3 separate regions of the Mus musculus genome follow, and all the other regions are linked to region 3. The links are chromatin contacts, called in public Hi-C and promoter capture Hi-C maps. All regions are on one chromosome and are shown on one strand. Each heading gives the region's core, a stretch centred on a gene start, on an enhancer-like site or on the middle of the called end of the contact. The rest is flanking DNA. Distances are from core to core; before and after follow the strand shown. Region 1 overlaps Gm33320 (a long non-coding RNA gene). Region 2 has its middle 54 kb from the start of Gm34148. Region 3 holds the start of Rad51ap1 (RAD51 associated protein 1).

Region 1 (2,700 bases), core at 10-2,509, 390 kb before region 3:
CGGGCCTCAGATTGGATTTTCCAATCCAGAGACTTCCACTCTGCTTCCAGGTGAAAGAGAGCCACTAGCAATAATGATGTGACTGTCCCCTAGCTATGACTAAGCTGTGCCAGCCCCAGTGGCAAGGGCCCAAGCATCACCTAGTTGAATTTTCTTTCTAAAACTTCCCTTTAATTGGTAGATACTGTAACTCAGTTTATGCATACAAAATGAGAGCCCCATCCCATTCTCAGAAAAGTCCCATGTCACATGGCATGGAACTTGCAGAGCCGACAACCAAGCTGGCAAAACTCCAAGAGAGCCAGTTCACTGTCCTCTGTCTGAGACTCCAGGATAATCAACTTTTTCCATTTCGCTTCTGGAACATACTTTTCTCCCAGCTTCCGGACATGTTCTCAGCTTCAGTCCCAGCCCCAGCTCACTGTAGTTGATTGACTAGTAGAAGGAGCTATGGTCAGCCAGAAGTCAGGTGTCACGACCTTGAAGGACTGGGCTAAAGGTGAGGATCATGTCAGAAAGTCACAGAGCTTTTTGTGACACTATGGGAGTGCTCCACTGGGAGCTAACGGGCTGAGCTGAACTTAAGTTTGCACCTGCATCCTTCCTATCCACAAGGAGCTGGAAGCCTGGCTGGGGATGGAAGATGCTCTCCAACCTTCAAAGCTTGTGCTAAGAGAATGGCAGATATGCCACAGGTCAGAGGCATACTGAAAATGGAGGACTAACCTCAACAAGTAGGAGGAGATGCCGCTTTCTGGTAGAGCAAGAACATGTAGAACCCAAGTATGGCTGAACTTCTGGGATCCAATAGGTGGGTGGTGATTCCTGTCTAGAAGAGCAGGCCACCCGCCAGAACTGAGGGAGAGGGTGTGGTTTAAAAAGAGGCTGGAGGCTGTTTAGGGAGCACGGCTTCTGCCCTTTGTTTCTTTGGTTGACAATGCTGTGTTGAAGGGCTCAACTCTTATCCCTATGAACACTGTTTTGAGCACCAAATCACACGGATAAAACACCTACCTCCAGGGTCATGGAAACCAAGAGGGCTGCTGAGGATTCTGAAGAAGAACCTGGCACGGGCGATGGAGGGTTCACGGAGGATTGGGATGGCCGCAGGAGGAGTGGCTGGCTCTCACAGTAAAATGAAAAGCGCTCTCCAGCACATTTCCGATCCTGTGAGGTATCAGTGCCCCCACGTGGTACCAGATGGTACCAGCCACTCTGCACAGCCCTGTCCGTGAAATCTGGGAGGGAGACAAAAATAAATCATGGAGCAACAGACACACCAGAGCCCCGTGGTGCCTGCTCCACAGGCTCTGGGTTGGGAGGGGCTCAGAGCAGCAGGCAGAAATGGCAGTGGCAGTGGAGTGCTGGGGCCATGGTGAATTCCACATTGGCTGTCTGGCTGCCTGACTCCCCTGCTACTGGTTAAGAGAGTTCACTAAGGTTGGTCACAGGGATGGAATGGCCAAAGATGACAAAGGGTCTCGGGTGTTACAGTGACCCCCTCCAAGGCCTTCTAACCCTTGGTGTAGACACCCATGGTTTGACGTATCCCTTAGATGCCTCAGAAAGGAGAAGAGCTGCATGACCCAGAATATATGTCCTAGAAAGTACACCAGGCCCAGATTGTAGGCAGTAGTGATTGTGCCAGCTCCTGAGGGTCACTTTGGGACTTAAACCACAGGGCCCACTGCTACCTGAGAAGACTGGGAGCAAGGAAGGTTCTTAAGTTCTCTGGGAGAGGCATAAGTACCAGAAGCCAGGAGTATCCTTGAGTCTAGAGAAGCAAAGAGGGGCAATGGCAGTCAGGGGAGCGGCCCACCCATCCCAGACGCTCCTTAGCCAGCTCCAAAGCTCACTCAGTCCTGCCTCTCATCCTCAGAATGTCAGGTTGGCTGAGAACTAATGAGGGTTTCCATGATCTCCTACCTCTGTTTTCTGAGAGCCCGACCTGTGGATTCCATCGCTCTCCAGCATATGCCAAGGGCGCACCTGTAAGTAGAAATAAGATTTGCATCTTGTCTAAGTCCTTGCTGCCTGCAAGTCCTGCCTCCCTCTGTGGATCTATGAACCTGAGACCCCCATTCCATCTCCCCGGCTGGCCCCTGGGACCATAGACACCTGCCACTTGCTTTCGGACACCTGACACCCACCCCTGTGGTGCATGCTATTGGCCACATGGGTCCTTGGGCTCACACCTTAATTTCTGTTTGGTATTTCCAGCCTCTAGCAGTGGCTTAGAGATGACAGGGTTCAAGGGACAGAAATATCAAGCAGGGGTTGGAGGACAGGGAAAGACAGGTATGAAGACACCCCCTCTTCCACTCCTCTCTTGTCTCAGACTGTAAGGCCAGGTCTGACTGAGTATCCCTGGCTTCTTCAGCTCCCACCGAGCCCTGGGGTCCTCCATTGCTTTACTTACTCAGTCTTGGGGATGCTCTTGGCTCCTCAGTGAGTGCCACCAGGATTGCTGCTCCAGCTGTGCAGGCTGACAGGAGTCTGATGGAGCATCCTCTGGGCTGACTCAGGCAGGACCTTGCCCTACCCGCCCTGCCCAGAAACTCTCTGATCCTGTGCTCTGGTCTGCTGGTGAGCCCTAGCCCTTTTGATCCTTCTCACACCACATGTGTTCTCATGCACACCACACACAGACACAGACACAGACACACACACACACACACACACACACACACACACACACAC
Region 2 (2,700 bases), core at 184-2,683, 450 kb after region 3:
TGCAGTTCAGCAGGGGGTGGGGGGGGGATATTAACCAATGCCGGAACACCAATCCACTGTGGGTGGCACCATTCCTATGCAGGTGGTTCTGGGCTAGGTAAGTATGAGCCTGGCAGGAAGTCAGGAAACATGCCAGTAAGCAATGTTCCTCCACAGTTCCTGCTCCAGGTTCTTGCCTTGAGTTCTTGCCCTGGTTTCCCTCAGTGACTGAATGCTAAGCCAAATAAATCTTTTCCTCCCATGTTGCTTTTGGTCAGAGCGTTTTATCATAGCAACAGATGCTAGGCTTGTGTGTTACAGGGCTTTTGTAACCCATTTTAGGGTGTGTCCTAAAAGAGGCCATGGGACACACCTTCCTCTCACTTTGTTTGTATCCTGACTGTGAAATAAACAGCTTTATGTGTGCTTCCACCCTAATGTGTCTGCATAAGCCCAAAGGCAGCAAGGCCAACTTAGCCATGAATTGAAATCTCCAAAATGGATCCCACAAAAACCTGTTACCTTCTTAATTTGACTATCTCAGATATTTTGTTACGGTATCAGAAAGCCAATGCTGTTGGCGAATCTGGAATGTCAGTTAAGTGGAGGCTGAGCAAGAGAATGTCTGTGGTAATCAGTGCTCTGAGAGCAAATACCTGACCAACTCAGGTAGGTGGGCAGCGTCACAGGAGGGAGTGGTAACTTCTGAAAATCAGGTGGGCAGAAGTCAAAGCTTAGATGCCTGGAAAGGAGTGGTGTAGGTCCAGGAACAACATTTACAAAAGGCCTGCATGCCCACGTATGTGTGTGCTATGTGTGTGTGCATACACACCACACACACACACACACACACACACAGGTCTTTATTTAGTTACTGAGAAACCAGGTTCAGTACAAGTATTTGATTTGCTGAAAATCATGACAAATACTACAGCCAGTCCCTCTGACTCCTGGGATAGTTCAGTGTGGGTAAGAAGGTGACCTGGCAGGGCACCCATCTTTCCAAGCCTCCGTTTCCTTAGCTTTACCACACTGGTCAAACAACCAGACCTATGGTAGTGGCACTTACTAAATGTCAGTCCTTGAGTCTTCCTTACCTAGTGACATCCGCTCTCCCTTTCATCCTTTCTCCAGAAAGAGAGGATTGCAGGAGGGCCAATGTGTATGTGGACACGTATTTTGTAAAAGGCAGAGAACAGATAAACGAGGTTAATTTGGCCAGAGAGAGACAGGCTAAAGGAAACAGAACCCACTGGCTGCTGAGAGTAGAGGCGCACTGGATACTGCTTTGCCTAGAAGTCTTCCAGGGAGGGCAGCAATGTCTTGCTGTGTGCTTCAGGTCATTTCAAGTCCGAAGACCCCTCTCATTAGCATTTCAGAGAAGCATCTAGCTGCCCTGCTGAAGTGCAGGCTCCCCTGGCCTCCTCAAAGCACACTGGGCAGATTCCTATGATGCAAGGTCATTGAGCTGCGTTTCCAAGGGTGACGGAGTGGGAAGGAAGCTGTTCCCTCCCACACCCCATACAGTGCAGAAAATGCAGCTCACCTCTGGCCCCTTGGACTATGGTCCTCCATTGCAGCCTAAAGATGCTAAATTAAGCACATGGCTAGATTGGGGTGAAAGCATTTGGGTCATTCTCTCAGTCGGTTCTTCAGGAAGTCTGTTATTTCTCCAGTGCTGTCCTGGCTAAGAACAAAGCAGTTTCTTATCAGCCTGAGCCACAACATATGTGGAGAGTTACCTGGAGTCTGAGGCTGGGGTGATGGCACAGGGTAAATGGCTCCTTTAAATCCTGCCTGATGCGGAGCACCCAGTTTACAACCGCGTAGGCAACATTTGGCTTCTCCTATCCGGTGAGCTTTTGTCTCTGGTTTTGACCTGAAACTTGAAGATGATTCTGCACATGACTGGAAAAAAAAACCTACTGTCCAGATAACTGGATCTCAGCAACAGCCAGAGGCTCTGTCCCTGCCAGATGGGGAGACTTCAGAGGGGATGGGGGTGGGAGTATGGGGGTGGGGATGGGGCAGGAAAGCTGACTGGATATGGTTAGAATATATAAGCATGGTGGAGTCGCAGGGCTAATGAGAGTCAGCTTGTGGAAAAGGTTAAATCAACAACCCCAGATAAGATTTGAGCAAAAGAGAGGACACCCAAAACCTTGCATCCCTCAGAGACGTGTCTGTCCAGCATCATTAACCTAGCTGTCCTCTGGGGTCATCTTCTTCAAAGGCCTCTTTTACTTTTGTCTCCCTCCTGCCTGTCCATTCTACCTCACTTCAGTTAAATTCATCTAATTTTATTTTTTTTTTTTTTCCATTTTTTATTAGGTATTTAGCTCATTTACATTTCCAATGCTATACCAAAAGTCCCCCTTACCCACCCACCCCCACTCCCCTACCCACCCACTCCCCCCCTTTGGCCCTGGTGTTCCCCTGTACCGGGGCACACAAAGTCTGCGTGTCCAATGGGCCTCTCTTTCCAGTGATGGCCGACTAGGCCATCTTTTGATACATATGCAGCTAGAGTCAAGAGCTCAGGGGTACTGGTTAGTTCATAATGTTGTTCCACCTATAGGGTTGAAGATCCCTTTAGCTCCTTGGGTACTTTCTCTAGCTCCTCCATTGGGAGCCCTGTGATCCATCCATTAGCTGACTGTGAGCATCCACTTCTGTGTTTGCTAGGCCCCGGCATAGTCTCACAAGAGACAGCTACATCTG
Region 3 (2,700 bases), core at 119-2,618:
TCACAACCATCTGATGCCCCCTTCTGGTGTATCTGGGAACAGCTACAGTGTACTCATATAAATAAATCTTAAAACAAAACAAAAAAAACCCTAAACTTACTTGCTCCATCTCCACACCACACACACACACACACACACAGTGCCAAAGTCACACACAACTGATAGCATCTCAATTCCCCCCTCCCCCCTGCTTTCGCTCTGGCCACTCCAGTCCCCCTCAGAGCCAACCAACAGCCGGTGGCCTTTATAAAAGTGAAATGAGAATATCTCAGGCCCTCCACCACTGAAACTACAGATTTCCCATTTGTCTCAAATAAAATTCAAACTCCTAAGACCTACAAGCTGCTTTAGATAGATTTAGATAGATTACAACTGCTTTGTAATCTATCTGACTCAGTCCTCAATCCATCCACATGCTTGTTCATCCCACACCTTCAATCTGCTTCTCAAACATGGTGAACCTTGGGCTTTGGCTCCTATTTCATGTGAATGCCCCTTACATTTTACCTAGGTAACGCGTTCATATGATTTAAAGTAAGGCTTTTCTCCTTCCTCCTATGTTACATTGTGGTGTTTATTTTGTTACTCCCCCTTATCTCTCCCCACCCCTCTTCCAATAGAGTGTAGCCTCCAGCTCTTAGTACAATACAGGCCTAGGAGAATTCACTAAGTTTATTGTTGTTTGGTTTTGCAGGACTGGGGTTTGAAGCTGGGGGCCTCTCATCTGCTAGGCAATCACTGGACCACTGGGCCATAGTCTCAGCTATATTCAGTCATTCTACTAAATGGATGGCCAGCCTGGCATCCCGGTTGTGATCACAGAGAGATTCCAACAGTCTAAAGGAAAGCAGATAGGAACTGGGGGTCATGTGACAGGGCACCACGGCTTGAGCTGGAAGTTAAATGGGCCTCTCTGCCTAGGGATTTGAGGGAATAGGCACACCTGCTTTTTCTGTATCGCTCAACGTATGACAGCCACTTAACGCGGTCGCTCGCTGTCGCGTTAAGCGCGACTCAAATGCTAGCCTACCAGGTCCCTCTGGAGTGGGGTGACTCAGGGGCGACAGCTGCAGAAGGAGGCCGAGGGGCGGCAAGCGAGATGCCAGGCGGGCTCCTCTGAGCAGCGGGTGGCTCTCACCGGAGACTGGCGACGAGCACCCACCCAATCGCGCTGCCCTCTGTCGGATCTCGTCCTCTCCCGCAACCATGCATGACAGTGGCCCCCATCGTCCCCGTCCTTCCTCTCTGCCCCGCGGGACGTCACCAACCACTCACCTGATAGGACGCACCATGGTGCCCTGCCTAGAGCAGCAGTGCTCTGGAGCTGGGGAGCAGCTGTGGCGGTTTCAATTCCCGCCGAAAACCAGACGTCGCGCTCCACGCCCCGCTGCGCCAGCCCGCCAATCACCGCTCGCCTGCCTGAGGCGGCGCCTGCGTGCTGAAGAGAGGGCGCCTGCGCACACACACCGTGGCCCGGGCACGCCATCCTGGATCCTGTCTGCTCAGACTTAGCTTTTGTTTTGATACTGCACTTTCGTCACAATTGCGATTTGGTACCGAGTCTAAAATACAATATAAAAATAGCGACACGCCTCCAATATTTAGAATGACTAACTTAAAAATAACTGGAACAAAGGGGGTCTTGGATAGGCGTTTTCCTTGGCGCTTGAGGAAAGAGAAACATGAGTTCCGAATCTGCCAAAGTGGATCTATTGGAGGTTAAAAAAAAAAAAGCAAGAAGTCAGCTGACTTATTTGGGCAGTTCTGCGTTGACAGCTCCAAGTGTGCTTTGGTGTCTGATGAGAGAGGTGAGTTCGAGCCCACAGCGAAGAAGCCCCTTCAGTGTGGAGGACCCAATGACGGTATCTGGTACAGACTTAAAGAACAGAAGGAGTCTTCTAAGGGCCATCTAAAGTGCTGGAGTGCAGCTTGCCATTGCCAGTTCAGTGTTTGTGGTCAACTAGGCTTGTCGTTTTGCATGTTGCTCTGACAGGGTGTAGGCACACCCAGAGAATTCGGAGACGTAAACTGGATTACGATGAATTGTATCCTGAGAGCAACAGACCACAGGAACAAAGAGTAACATGAAAACGTGTGTTTTTATTGGTTTTGTTCTGTTTCATGTTACAATGTATTCTAATTACTGTCTCACCTTATGTCGCACCTGTCCCTACTAACTTGCCCATCCCTCTAATCTCTGCATTTCCACCAGTCCCCTTTCTAGATTCATGTCGTTGGGTTTTTTTTGTTTTGGTTTGGTTTTGTTTGTTTTTGTGACCCTATATCTTAATTAGACCAGACTATTGAATTGCGACTACTCATTGGAGCCTGGTGGGGGCACCCGTGGGCACACAACTGAAAAATAACTTCCCTTTTCCTGAATCTGCCCATAGAAAACAGTTCCTTAATGACACATGGGTCATTCTGAGTCGTCTTCTCTCTTCCCTCTGCTGCTGCTGAGGCTAATCTTATGCAGACCTCTGACACTGCAGTGAGTTTACTGCTGTAATGGCAGCGTCTTGTCAGAAGGTGGCATTTTGTCTTCCTCTCTATGATCTGGTTCCTCTATTTTTCCACTTCCTATTCTGCAGTGTTCCTTGAACCTTCACAGAGGTGGTATAAATGCCTTGTTTAGGGCCGAGTCCCCATCCATCACATGTTCTCACCTTGTGGCACCTGGAGTCTGTACATTCATTATAG

Evidence for each region. Promoter capture Hi-C pulls out the DNA fragments that hold promoters and counts their contacts. A called contact is a pair of places that touch in the nucleus more often than the background predicts.
Region 1: a contact with region 3 is called in a Hi-C map of cerebellum, with 1.9 times the contacts expected there. The contact joins the enhancer-like site here to the promoter of Rad51ap1 in region 3. A contact is called at or near these places in 1 of 39 promoter capture datasets (hippocampal neurons) and 7 of 484 Hi-C or Micro-C datasets (cerebellum, cerebral cortex, cortical neurons and 3 more).
Region 2: a promoter capture Hi-C map of neural stem cells shows a contact between it and region 3. The contact joins the enhancer-like site here to the promoter of Rad51ap1 in region 3. A contact is called at or near these places in 10 of 39 promoter capture datasets (the 3T3-L1 cell line, the HPC-7 cell line, cranial neural crest and 6 more), 2 of 484 Hi-C or Micro-C datasets (LSK cells and Th2 cells), 10 of 115 datasets of contacts at active chromatin or transcription factors (the 230-238 cell line, VIP interneurons, astrocytes and 6 more) and 3 of 9 other capture datasets (embryonic stem cells, liver and pancreatic islet).

What each region holds. Positions count from the first base shown.
Region 1 is chr6:126,552,807-126,555,506 of GRCm38.p6, forward strand. It overlaps Gm33320 (a long non-coding RNA gene), which reads right to left. Exons shown (of 5, transcript XR_378037.2): 1 at 2,420-2,700; 2 at 1,927-1,989; 3 at 1,015-1,238. Among named protein-coding and RNA genes, the nearest start is that of Gm33320, 4.4 kb to the right of the region's middle. Within about 2 kb of position 1,260, at least 15 of the 459 cell types and tissues checked have an H3K27ac peak or open chromatin away from gene starts, as enhancers often do. A contact at or near this core is called in cerebellum and cerebral cortex, where this site is marked.
Region 2 is chr6:127,392,663-127,395,362 of GRCm38.p6, forward strand. No RefSeq gene overlaps it. Among named protein-coding and RNA genes, the nearest start is that of Gm34148, 54 kb to the right of the region's middle. Within about 2 kb of position 1,434, at least 40 of the 459 cell types and tissues checked have an H3K27ac peak or open chromatin away from gene starts, as enhancers often do. A contact at or near this core is called in astrocytes and neural stem cells, where this site is marked.
Region 3 is chr6:126,938,219-126,940,918 of GRCm38.p6, forward strand. Rad51ap1 (RAD51 associated protein 1) reads right to left here and starts at 1,369. Exons shown (of 9, transcript NM_009013.4): 1 at 1,276-1,369. The coding sequence starts at 1,292. It overlaps D6Wsu163e (DNA segment, Chr 6, Wayne State University 163, expressed), which reads left to right and starts at 1,748. Exons shown (of 14, transcript NM_138594.3): 1 at 1,748-1,808.